2 separate regions of the Zea mays genome follow, and region 1 is linked to region 2. A link is a contact called in public Hi-C data. All regions are on one chromosome and are shown on one strand. The core of a region is the stretch at or near the end of the contact, and the rest is flanking DNA. Distances in the headings are between cores, read along the strand shown.

The links. A called contact is a pair of places that touch in the nucleus more often than the background predicts.
Region 1: a contact with region 2 is called in a Hi-C map of ear, with 4 times the contacts expected there. The contact joins two enhancer-like sites. A contact is called at or near these places in 2 of 25 Hi-C or Micro-C datasets (ear and tassel).

Annotation. Positions count from the first base shown.
Region 1 is chr5:56,495,011-56,501,025 of Zm-B73-REFERENCE-NAM-5.0, forward strand. It overlaps LOC100216667, which reads right to left. Exons shown (of 9, transcript NM_001143076.2): 9 at 5,760-6,013. The coding sequence ends at 5,915. Among protein-coding and RNA genes, the nearest start is that of LOC100216667, 8.1 kb to the right of the region's middle. Within about 2 kb of position 4,346, at least 13 of the 20 cell types and tissues checked have an H3K27ac peak or open chromatin away from gene starts, as enhancers often do. A contact at or near this core is called in ear and tassel, where this site is marked.
Region 2 is chr5:55,945,229-55,951,365 of Zm-B73-REFERENCE-NAM-5.0, forward strand. No RefSeq gene overlaps it. Among protein-coding and RNA genes, the nearest start is that of LOC111589267, 19 kb to the left of the region's middle. Within about 2 kb of position 2,958, at least 16 of the 20 cell types and tissues checked have an H3K27ac peak or open chromatin away from gene starts, as enhancers often do. A contact at or near this core is called in ear and tassel, where this site is marked.

The sequences.
Region 1 (6,015 bases), core at 3,096-5,595, 550 kb after region 2:
CGACGCCCGCCGTCGACCAGCCCCGCGTTGTCGAAGTCCGACCCGCCCGTAGGGCCAGTGAGCGCCCTCTCCCTCGAACGCCGTAGGAGAGGCCGACCCACGGACCTGGGCGAGAGGTAGAGCTCCGGCTCAGCCCGGCCTCCACCCCAGCGAGGATGATGAACATCCTTGAAGCTGAGGGTGGGACCAAGATCGCAGCCCGACTCGCTTCTCCCCACCCAGGGGCTGGTGGTCACCGTCTCGGGTGACCGCCGGCGGAGGGGTACAGCCGGGCTGTGTGATGAAAATCCTTGAAGTCGAACGATGGCTGAAAGGTACCAACTCCCATGGAGTTGCGTTCCTCCAACGACGAGGCGGAAAGACGGCGGGTATCCCCCATCCGGGGGCTTGGAAGGTGGAAGGACACGATGCATAAGGGAGCGCGAAGACATGGTCGCCTTCCAAGGGGGTCACCCTCCTTTTAAAGGCGGCTCTCCCTACTCGCGTCCCCAGCCGTCGCGGGCTGAGTCTTCTCCAACACGCTCCAAGGTCTTCCCCTACGGCGCGGGGGCTGGGTCCCACACGTCATGCAAGCCGGCTCAGAGCAGAAGAAGCCAAATCGCCGTGCGCGGTGCGTACAACCGCCCAGCGGTTACAAGCGACTCTCCACTTTTGCTCAGACCAGCGGGCGAAAGGGCGGGCGGCCATGCAGGCGGCATGCAACCGCGCCAAGTGGGCGCACTTCTCCGACTCCCAACACGCCTGGCATGGAGGCCCAGGCCCACGCGTCATACAACTGGCGCGCCGAGTGCTTCGTGCATGCAACTGCACCGCCACTTGCGCCACCACCGCGCCTCCTCGACTGCGGAACCGATACCGCGACTCGAGGCGACCCAGAGCACGACCCAGCGGCGCCAGACTGGCGCGACGGTCAATGCGGCCAAAAATGGGCCGGCAGTAATGGCGGTGGCAGGCGGGCAGGAGCAGCGGTCACGTCGCCAGCCAAGCCTACGTCCCATCCGGGGGCAGCGAGAGAACCCTCTCTCACGGCGTGAAGACGATGCGCCCGTGTTCCGTTCCTCGAACAGCTCGCGCACGCGCAACGGCCTCCCCGCCAACCACTAGCCCCGCCGCATTAACTTCGCGGCAGGACAGGCGGCGCCTCTGGCAGGAGAAGTGGGCGACGCTTCGCCTTCGCCATAATGACCGCGTCAGAAAAGGTACGCCGTGTCGTTCGATTTCGTATCCTTTTCCTTTTTCCCTCTTTCTCTCTCTTGCAACAGGGACCGGGAAAGGGGGATATCCCGAAAAGGATCCTTCCCCATGAAGGAACCAGGCTCCGAGCCTCCCTACTGATCAGAGGTTCGAAGGCTGGCCCCTCGGAAGGGTTCGACAGCCGCCTCAGATCACGTGGGCCCTACACCCACTACTGGTCAGAGGTTCGAAGGCCGGCCCCTCGGAAGGGTTCAACGACCGCCTCAGGCTACTCGGGCTCCGCGCCCACTACTGATCAGGGGTTCGAAGGCTAGCCCCCGAAGGGTTCACAGTCGCCTCAGACACAGAGCGAGGGATGACCATGGGTACGTTCGATACATAGCCAAGGCTCGGGCTGCGCTCCCGAGGTACCCTAGGACATTTCCGAGACCAGCGGGAACGATCTTGTAACGGAATCCCATCAGAGGGAGGCATCGAGCCCTCGGACCCCGTCGCCAGGGGACCGGGTCCGACAGATCACCCGCAGGTACTTTTGGGCGTGCCTCTGGGCCCCTAGTCGACCCCTAACGAATGGGGCACGGACGTCCACTCGGATTACCCACCTGCAGCTCACCGGAAACACCATGTTCAGCGCCCATCGAGGGCAACATGGCGCTTTCCCCCCCCCCCCTCCTCCTTGCGGAAAGGCGACGCAGGGGCGTATGTAAAAAAGTCGAGTCTGTCCCTGATCGCCCTCTCGCCCTGTGCAGAGGCTCGGGGGCTGCTCTCTCAAACCTGGCTCCGGCCGAACCGTTGACAGCGTCAACATACCAGCCCGAGAACTTGGGACCCGACAGCGTCATCTCATACCTGCTCTCAAACACATTTAAAATGTGAAGTAAGGTAGAGACTTAGTTTGTAACTTGTTTTTCATCTAAACAACACAAAGTAATATTATCTCCATAGATAATAAGGTCAATGATATAAAATCATGACCACCACATACCCTCAGTATGTAGTATATCATTCTGTAAAATCCTACGAAGTGTGCTACAGAATGATTAGTGTAAGTGACCATTAATCTCTGTTGACCGATATTTATCAAACAGGAGGTCCAACTTACCAGAAGTATGTCATTGATCTTGTACCTGGGGATCTTCTATAGATATCCAAGATCAATATATCCAAACATAAGGAGAGCATGAGTACACCTGGAGATCATAACTCGATCTCATGTGCTGTTAGCTAGCAAATCTTTGCAAAGCAATATCCGGTCGGATGCTCTTGCAAGATATAATAGCACATCTCATGATCTGAAAGAATCAAATAACCATGATTCTTTCATATTGAATTTCTTCAATATACGTTGGATATAGACAACTTTGTATCCAAGATACTCAAGATAGTTTACTTTGAATTGAAAATCTCTTTCAATTCATATCCTATATCTCGAACTCCGTCGATAAGTAATGTATGTTTAAAATATGCTGCACATATTACATGTATCATCAGCAGTCTAAATATCTAACTTTTAGATACAATACTGATGAAAAACAGTAATTATGGACAAAACATATAGTCTTGTACTTAAAATTTTGTACAGAAAAAAAATTAAACACTGGTCCTAGGTGGCCAGCCATAGACGGCCCAATCTCTTTGCTGGGCGCGGCCCATGTGGCCAGAATGGCCCATGTGGGCGGTTAGGGTTTCCTAACCGGTCCTCTGTCTGCCATCACTAGCAAACGCCGCCGCCGTCAGGGAGCCTCGGAGGCGTGCGAGCGGCCTGGGCGCGGGCGGCCTGACCAGCGCGCGCGCTGCCCCGGCTCCGGCCTCGACGACGGTGCACGAAGCGGGCGCGACGACGTAGCCCCACGCGCGCGGCTCCGCGGGCGCGCAGCTCCGGCAACGGCTGCCTTGCCACGGCGGCCTAGGCGCTGGTGGCCCCTGGCGGCGCGGTCTCCCCCGGCCAAGGCGTTGTGGCGCCCCGCCGGTCAGGGTGAGGCCCACTAGCGCGTGGCAGCCCCGTCCTCGACGCACGGCAGCACGCGGGCCCCCGGCGGGTCGGGGGGTGCGGCCCCCACGGTGGCACGTGGCACGGCCCCCCAGCGCGTAGTCGCGCGGTGCGCGGCCCTCGCGGCTCCGGCGCGCGTTCCCCAGCGCACACGGGCGAGGACCCCCCCCCCCCCCGGCGGCGCGCGCGAGCAGTTCGGGGGCGCGGCACCCGGCCCCGACGCGCGCGGAGCGTGGCACCCCGCGGCACGCGCGGGCGTGCCCCCGGCCCCGGCGGCTCAGACGAGCATGCCCCTAGCGGCGCGCGCGGGGGCGTGGTCCCGGCGGTGCGGCAACCCCCCGCGTGGCCCGGCGCGGATGCGGCACATGACCACAGCGCGGGCACGTGGCCTCGGCACGGCGCCTCCAACCAGGCGGAGCACCGGTGCGGTCTCAGCCCCAGTGCTCGAACCGACGTGGCGGTAGCGTGGCCCCTGCGCGGGCGCAGCGATCACTGTTGAAGGTCCTTGCCACGGTCACGAAGCAACCCTGTCGAGCGACGAACGTATTGCGGACTAGGTAGGACCCGATCCGATGTTGTCGCAGGGCTTGTTGGCTGCTGCCATGGCACACGGTGCCATCGTTGCATATGCCATAAAGTTAAGATCATGATGAAATTGAAGAAAATTACATCAGATCAGTGCTTACTTTACTGTGTCCCGATGTAATTTTATATCCTGCACATCTTGTTTCTTAACTTCTGCGAGCGATTCCTTCTCTTTCCCCAACAGCAACTTCTCTTTGTTCTCGCGAGCAGTGCTGATAACGTGTTAGAGTTCAGTGGTAACGAGACACAGAGACGTAGAGAGAAAATGATAGCCACACTTTATTATTGCAGGGAAGTCCTGATTATATATATGTGAAGGGGTGTATCCTAAGGGGTATGTCCCTTAAGGAGAATCTGTCGTATCTTTTGGATTGGTCACATATACAATATACAATATTTTGTAACAGTCTGATCCCGTATGCCAAACACTGTTACTCGTGTCTTTCACTCGCATGAAAACTTATTTAGTGGTGTTTGGATCGAGGGCGACGAGAAACAGGTCATCCCTTTTGTATGGCTTGAGGCGTACAGTCCTCGATGGGGCCCTTGGGTTACCGATGCGCAGTGTGGTGGTCGTGTGGGCCGTTCATCACAGTGCAAAAGTGTTTTCGTATGCACAATGAGCTGGCGGCTGGCCACAGAGCAGAAGAGCTTAATAGCATATCAGATTTATTAACTAAATGATTACAAGAGCTTAGTAGTATACTAGTTTCTAGATTATATATTTTATAGAACGAATATTTCAGAATTTAAATGTGTTACGTTTTTTTACTGTCATGGGGGAGAAAATTCCCACCTGAATTTCATTGCAGAAGGTCGTGTGGGCGACAGTTACAATGTGAGGTACATCGAAGTTTTATCGAGAAGAGTTAAGGGGGTGGAGGGGAGAGGAAACAAAGGGGAGAGCTAAGTGGAAGACAGGGTACTACACCAAAGGTCGGCAACAAAGGGTTTTGAATGTGAAGTATTTTTACAGTTTCTATATAATATCATGTTTTGGATAATATATTAGTATTTTATGTCATGAGATGTTTGGTTGGATTTCTAAAAACTATGTTTTCAAAACCATATTATTCTAGATACCATAGTATTTTGAAGTATTGTAAACTTCACTCCAAACCAAAGTTTTTATGACATGGCTAGTTTTTGTCTAATATTATGGTTTATAATGTTGTATATAAAAATGTTTCTCAAAAACATGATATTTTTGGAGCTGTCGAAACTACAATTATCATGACAATTGCACCATGGTTTTAAAAAAATATTGTTGCCAAACAAGCCTAGTTTGCTTGCCGGGCGAGGGTCGGTGGGCCCATGGGCAAGCGTCAACTTTACTGGCAAACATGGTACTCCCTCCGTTCTTTTTTATGTACCATGATTTAGTTTAAAAATAAACTAGTGGACGATAAATATTCAATAATAGAGGTAGTACAAGGAAGCGATGCTAGGTCGTCTCTAAATATCCTAGCATTCCTTCTCTTCCAATAGTGACAGTAGCATAAAAGAGCGAGAGTGCTGAAATCTTGTTCCTGAAGAACATGAGGAAGAAGACATGTATTAACTCCGTTCTTAAATATTTGTCTGCTAGTTTATTTTTCACTAAACAGCGACGTTCTTGAATATTTGTTTGCTAGTTTATTTTTCAATCAAACAGCGACAAATAAAAAAGAGGGAGTTGTGCGTGGTCGTTGCTGGTCACATGACAACCTTCTTTTTCATAAGTCTGAAGCCCGTTCTTGGAAGAGAGCCAAGCAACAAAAAAAACATGTGTTGCGTTTTTTAAAATGTTACTTAACCTACTACGCCGTGCTTGACGTCTATGCACAGGCACAACTCAGCAATCAGCATAGAGCTGAAGAGCTTCAGGCATCGTCACACTCACATCGCGAAAGACCGGCAAGCCTGTCCTATAACGTGTTAAGAGGAAACGCACCAATGGAAGAGAAAAGAAGACACAAAGGACTGACATGTGGAACCCACATCCGTGACAAAAAAAAAAAAGTCAGCCAGCTTGGGTTCGAGTCAGGGGTACATTGCGGCTTCTATTAGATTGACAGATATTGATCTAATCACCCTGTGAATGTTGCTACTACAGCATAAACGATGAAGACCAAAAAAAAATTAAGTTCTGTACTGCAGTGTAGCTCACGCTCCAAGCGTCTTTTGCTTCTTGGCAGTATTGATGTAGGGCCGCAGCACAAACTCGCTCTGCGCTTCCTTTTGTTCCACGGTTCCTAGTTTGATCT
Region 2 (6,137 bases), core at 1,708-4,207:
GTACTAGTCATTTATCTCAAAGTTCGCTTCATGCCGTTCAGCGACAAATAGCAATGTGCCAACATCTGGTTGAGTAATGTATGACTGAGATTCTAGCATTTATTCATCTGACAAGGTCTTATTGCTTACTAATAAAATCCCAATTTGTGATGTTTTCTGTGCCAAAAAGGCTTTCATGCATTAGTATTGAATTTCTTCAGGTTACTTCGGATAAAATTTTATGCACGAGGAGAGAGCAGAGATTTAACTTATCTGTGTTTCATTGTATTTCGATTTAATTTCCCAGATTTAATATAGTTGTTATGGCCACTTGGCGATATATATAAATATACGATGCCACACAACACAATCAAACAAAATATAGAGTGAAAACAAAATTGTTTACGAAGGTTGCACATAATGTGACTTCAGGACCTTGAACAACCCACCATAATCCATGCGAGTACAAGCTCTAGCGGATCTGGCGTCAACGCGTGTGTGGCCATCAGGGCTACGATAGTATAGTAAGCCTCTGTAATAAGCGCAACAGACACAATTATGGCTCGGTAATTGGGGTACACGATAAATCCATGCAACGTGCGCAACAGGCGCAATTGTGGCTCGCGGCAGACAGACATTGCCTACGGGGCATGCAAAAAATATGCGGCTCGACAATGATGGTCTGACTCAACTGGAGTGGTCCGATTAAGCGAGAGTGCGACATAGCAATCACATGACGCAATCAAGTTCGAACGGCACAAATATTGCGTCGTGTTGCCAAGGCGCAGTCAATATTCAGCTAATGACATAACTCAGCCGATAATAACATAGTTTGATCAGTGTGTCCGAGTACCCTCTATAATATTTAATCGCTCGGCGTGAATCAGAAACTCAACGCACCACAAATGTTTAGAGCGGTTTAAAAATACGCAACATAGCCTTCACATGCAATTTAATTATTTTCTGCTAATTATTTATTATAAAAAATAAAGCAGAAAAACGATAATAGAATTAAAGCATTCGCATAAGCACATCAGGTGCAAAAGATATTTTCCCATACTTAAGCATGTATTATTTACTGCAGGAAATGATTATTGATGTAGAAACTGCAATATAAAACAAGTTTTTATTCTATTTGTTATGTTCAGCAGAAAAATAGAATAAAATAGTATAGCACATGTATTAAAACATGTATAAATCCAACCGCAATTTATGAGAAATTGTAAATCACATTAAGATTCTATTTCTTTCTCTGCTCCCACGTATCTGTTTTTGCGCGCACAATGCACCAAATCCACCTTTTCATTTTCTATTTCTTAAGCATGGATCCTATTGCTGCAGTGGCCGCATGCAACCGCTTTGACCACGACCTCTAATTGCGCAAGAAACATGCAAGGCTCAACTGCTCTCTCGGCCTTTGTTGACCAGAGCATGCACGATGGCCACTGCATGCACACGCCACACGGTTGTGACCTCATCCATGCAACGACATTTCTGCATGCGCATTGATGGTGTGTGATGAGCGCTGCATCACTTGTTTGACCGGTGGGATAAAAAGGGCGAGGGCCCGGTCAATAAGACGAGACCGGAGCGAAGCAGGGTGAGTGTAAAGATCCTTTTCTTTTCCTCATCCATGCATTCGGTTGCAAGATCCTTTTTTTAGGCTTCACGCAAGGTTGCATGCGGTCTGCCCTACGGAAGCCTCGGCAGCGATCTTCTAGTCGCGGCTACGGAAGCCTCGGCGGCGCGCGTGATTTCTATGCCCTGCGCGTTGTCCACGGTATTTTACGCCAACGACGCAGAGACATGGGAGCAGAGTTTATGACGCGGCCATGCGAGGTGTGACTAGCGGCTGGCGAGCGCCGCCAGCAAAGTTGCCTTTTTGCACCGTGAACTATAGATCTGAAATTCCATACCACTCGATTGCGTCGAAGGGAATCGAAGCCTGTCGCGTAGGACAGTTCGGCTAGGCCGAGGACCTGCCGGCGTGGTGGAGAGTCGATGCAGATCGGGTCCGCAGCAACATCGAGGTAGAGCATGCTGATAACGTGTTGAGAACTATGTTACCACGGATCACCAGATCCGCTCCCTTCCCTCCCGTCAGCAGTAGAGGCGCAAGAAGCTGTAGAGAACCCGTCTCCCTTCCCATAAGCACGACAGAGGAAACACACGAGACACTGGATATATGGTTGGACCTCTGGCCTCTTTTTGATCTCTGTTCCATATGAGGAGTACATGTTCTATATCTAGAGACGCGATAGCCCTCAGAGCTATATTCGGTATTTGCCCACATAACCCTTCATTATGGGTTCTCAACAATATCAACTGCATCAGTATGATGAACAGAGATAACAATGAAGATCTGATCCCTAATTCTCATTGGAGAATTCTCTTATTACATACGAGAATAAGGTAATTTAGTCTGTACGTCCGAAGAGTACATTATGCGTTTGATTGCAATGACATGACGGGATGGGACGGGACGATCCCTCAAATAAGATTGTTTGTTTCAGGGTCAGGGGTTGGGACAGAACTGTCCCCAGTTATCTCTCAAAATTGGAGGGACGAGAGAGGACGCCAGGAGGCGTCCCTGTCCTGGTTGTCCCGCAACCAAACGCACCCTAAATGTATAGAAATGACTATAACAGAGTTTCTGTTATTCGTGTTAATAGCTACTCTAGGGGGGAGTGCTTTTATGTGGTGCTAACAATTTAATAACTATCTTTGTAGCTCCAGAATGTTTCAGTTTATGTTCCTACATATTGTCTGGATATACCATAGAGATCTACGGTCTAATGAGGCTACTATGAAATATTGAAAATTTTTATTTGCATTGGTTAGCCGACATGGGGAAGGATCGCCGTCAATAACGGCGGACTGCTTTTCTTCGTATCGGTCCCCTCTCGGCCTCTTAGCTCACCACCAATTCAAGCCCGTAAAGGCCGTACTAATTCTGTCCATCAAGGGCCCAAGAATACCAGCCCATGTCGGACCAGGCACTGAGGCACAGGCAGGTTGCCGACCACCAAAATTTCCCTGACTCGCTCAGTCCCTCCGCAGCTCGCTCACCGGCCCGTTCCGCAGCTCGCGCATGGGCCAGCTCTCGCGCACTGAACTCCGCTCCGCTCATGCAAGCGCATGGGCCTGCCCGCTCAACAGTTCGCGCACTAAAGAATAATGTTTGGAAGTGTTTTATTTTAAAATTTTCACCTTCCGTTTTACAGCTTCACTATAAAATAACTTTAATAAATTTTTGAGCTAGGTTTGAGAAGTGTCTTGCTTGTACATAGGCTCAAGATTCTATAATATAATTAATTTGTGTGAGTTTCCTGGATTATCCTTGAAGATTAGTGGGCTGTCACGAGAGAACCAAAACGATATGTTGTGTAGTTGTGTGGCATGGTGGGTAATTTTCGTGCAACTTAATGAGAATGTATGAAAACACTGTTTGTGAGGCACCCTTTGAGAAGCTTGGTGAATTTTATGAAGCTGACCTCTAGTTTTGATTTTTTTCAAAGCTATAGCTCATAGAGCTAGACATGTTCGTATAGAAGAAGCTAGAACGAACCCAAAAATCTTGAAGTGAAGCCCTCCCAAACGGACCCATAATATACATTTTTAGATAAAGGAACATTGTTTCGGCCTCTCCACCCAGCTGGTGAATGCGGCCAACAGAACATCTACATATACTCTATTAAAATCGGGGGATTTCAAGGCCCTCTCCGCGTTTCCGCGTATGGCGGCGCTCTCGCGTGTCAACACATATACGCGAAAATTATCCAAATACGTTAAGGGTCCTTCCCTTTCCTCTCCCTCTCCACCTCTCGCTCCAGCCTAGCCTACCTCTCCTTCCCCGCGCACCCTCCAATAGTGTGTCGTCCCTCTCCCTCGTGCGCCCCATGCTCCTCACCATCTTCGTCCGCGCAGGAGCCAGTAAGCTAGCCACAACTAGCCTCGCCTTCTCGGCAAAATCCTTCTTCGGCGCACCACTGGCAGCCACCGCGACCTCCATCGCTTTGTCGCTGCCGCGCCAGCCGGCCGCCTCCAACTCGGATTCAACAAAACACACTTTTGGAGCTAGTTTGAGTAAAAACAGTAATATGAGTTAGAGAGAGTAAAAAGTTCAAAGTTCTGCGATTTAGACTAGTTGGATTGCAACTAGATATATTTGTATAAGTCGTAGGAACACCCTTTGTCAGGTACAGTAATTAGGGGTACTGAAAGGGAAATGTGCCCTTGGGCCATTTCTAAGTATTTTGGTGATTGAGTGCCAACACAAGTGGACTTGTGTTAATCTATGCAAAGTGATGGACAAAGTGCAAATCAAGTAAAAAGGTATGTTTCTAAGACTTAGTACATTGTTTTGGAGACTAATGTATTGTGTCTAAGTGATGGAAACAGAAGAAATCAAGTTGGAAAAGAGATGGCTTTGATCAGCCAAAGACAGCTCGGTCTGGGTGCACCGGACAGTGTCCGGTGCACCAGGCCGGCGTCTGTCAACTGGCTACTCTCGGGAAGCAATTAACGGCGTATGGCTATAAATCACCGGACTGTCCGGTGGTGCACCGGACTGTCCGGTGAGCCAACAGTCGACCGGGCCAACGGTCGACCGCATAATCCGCGCGCGACGCGTGGCAAGAGCCAACGGTCAGAAGGAGCACCGGACTGTCCGGTGTGCACTGGACAGTGTCCGGTGCGCCAACGGCTCCCAAGCACCAACGGTCGGCTTCGCCAAAGAAGGAAAGAAATCCGCACCGGACAGTGTACGGTGGTGCACCGGACTGTCCGGTGCGCCAGGCGACAGAAGGCAAGAATTGCCTTCTTGAAATGCTCTCAACGGCTCCTAGCTGCCTTGGGGCTATAAAAGGGACCCCTAGGCGCATGGAGGAGAATATCAAGCAACCTTTGAGCATTGTTGATCATTCACACTTCATTCTTGCACACTTGTTCGACATTCTTAGTGATTTGAGCTCCGTTCTAGTGAGAACCTTGTGATACTCTTTTGAGCTCAAGTCTTGGTCTTGTGTGTGCGTATTTGTTGTGGATTTAAGTGTGTTGCTTCCCTCCCTTACTCTAGTGCTTCATTGTGATTCTTATTGTAAGGGCGAGAGACTCCAAGTTGTGGAGATTCCTCGCAAACGGGAAAGAGCAAAGTAAAGAAGAACACCGTGGTATTCAAGCTGATCATTGGATCACTTGAGAAGAGTTGAGTGCAACTCTCGTCCGTTGGGACGCCACAACGTGGAGTAGGCAAGTTTTGTACTTGGCCGAACCACGAGATAAATCCTCGTGTCTCTTGTGCTTGTCTTTATTGTGTTTATTGTGCTTCACAAGAGCTCTCCTCTCTACTCACTTGATTTCATTGGTCTAACTCTTAATCAAGTTTGTGGTGCTAAGTTTTAAGTTTTACAGGATCACCTATTCACCCCCCTCTAGGTGCTCTCAATTGGTATCAGAGGAGTTCTCTTCAAAGAAGGGACTAATCACCCGAAGAGATGGATCCTAGGGGCAAGGGGATGGTGGTCAATGATAAGGAGAAGGAGTCCTTCGTCAATGATCCAAAGGATGACAAGCCTACCGACTCGGGCTCTGATAGTCGCCTAGAGGGGGGGTGAATAGGGCGAAACTGAAATTTACAAATATAAACACAACTACAAGGCGGGTTAGCGTTAGAAATATAAATGAGTCCGCGAGAGAGGGCGCAAAACAAATCGCGAGCAAATAATGAAGTGTGACACACGGATTTGTTTTACCGAGGTTCGGTTCTCTCAAACCTACTCCCCGTTGAGGAGGCCACAAAGGCCGGGTCTCTTTCAACCCTTCCCTCTCTCAAACGGTCCCTCGGACCGAGTGAGCTTCTCTTCTCAAATCAAAGCCGGGAACAAAACTTCCCCGCAAGGGCCACCACACAATTGGTGACTCTTGCCTTGATTACAATGGAGTATTGATCACAAGAACAAGTGAGAAAGAAAAGAAGCAATCCAAGCGCAAGAGCTCAAATGAACACGGCAAATCACTCTCACTAGTCGCTAGGGCTTTGTGTGGAATTGGAGAGGATTTGATCTCTTTGGTGTGTCTAGAATTGAATGCTAGAGCTCTTGTAGTAGTTGGGAAGTGGAAAACTTGGATGCAATGAATGGTGGGGTGGTTGGGGTATT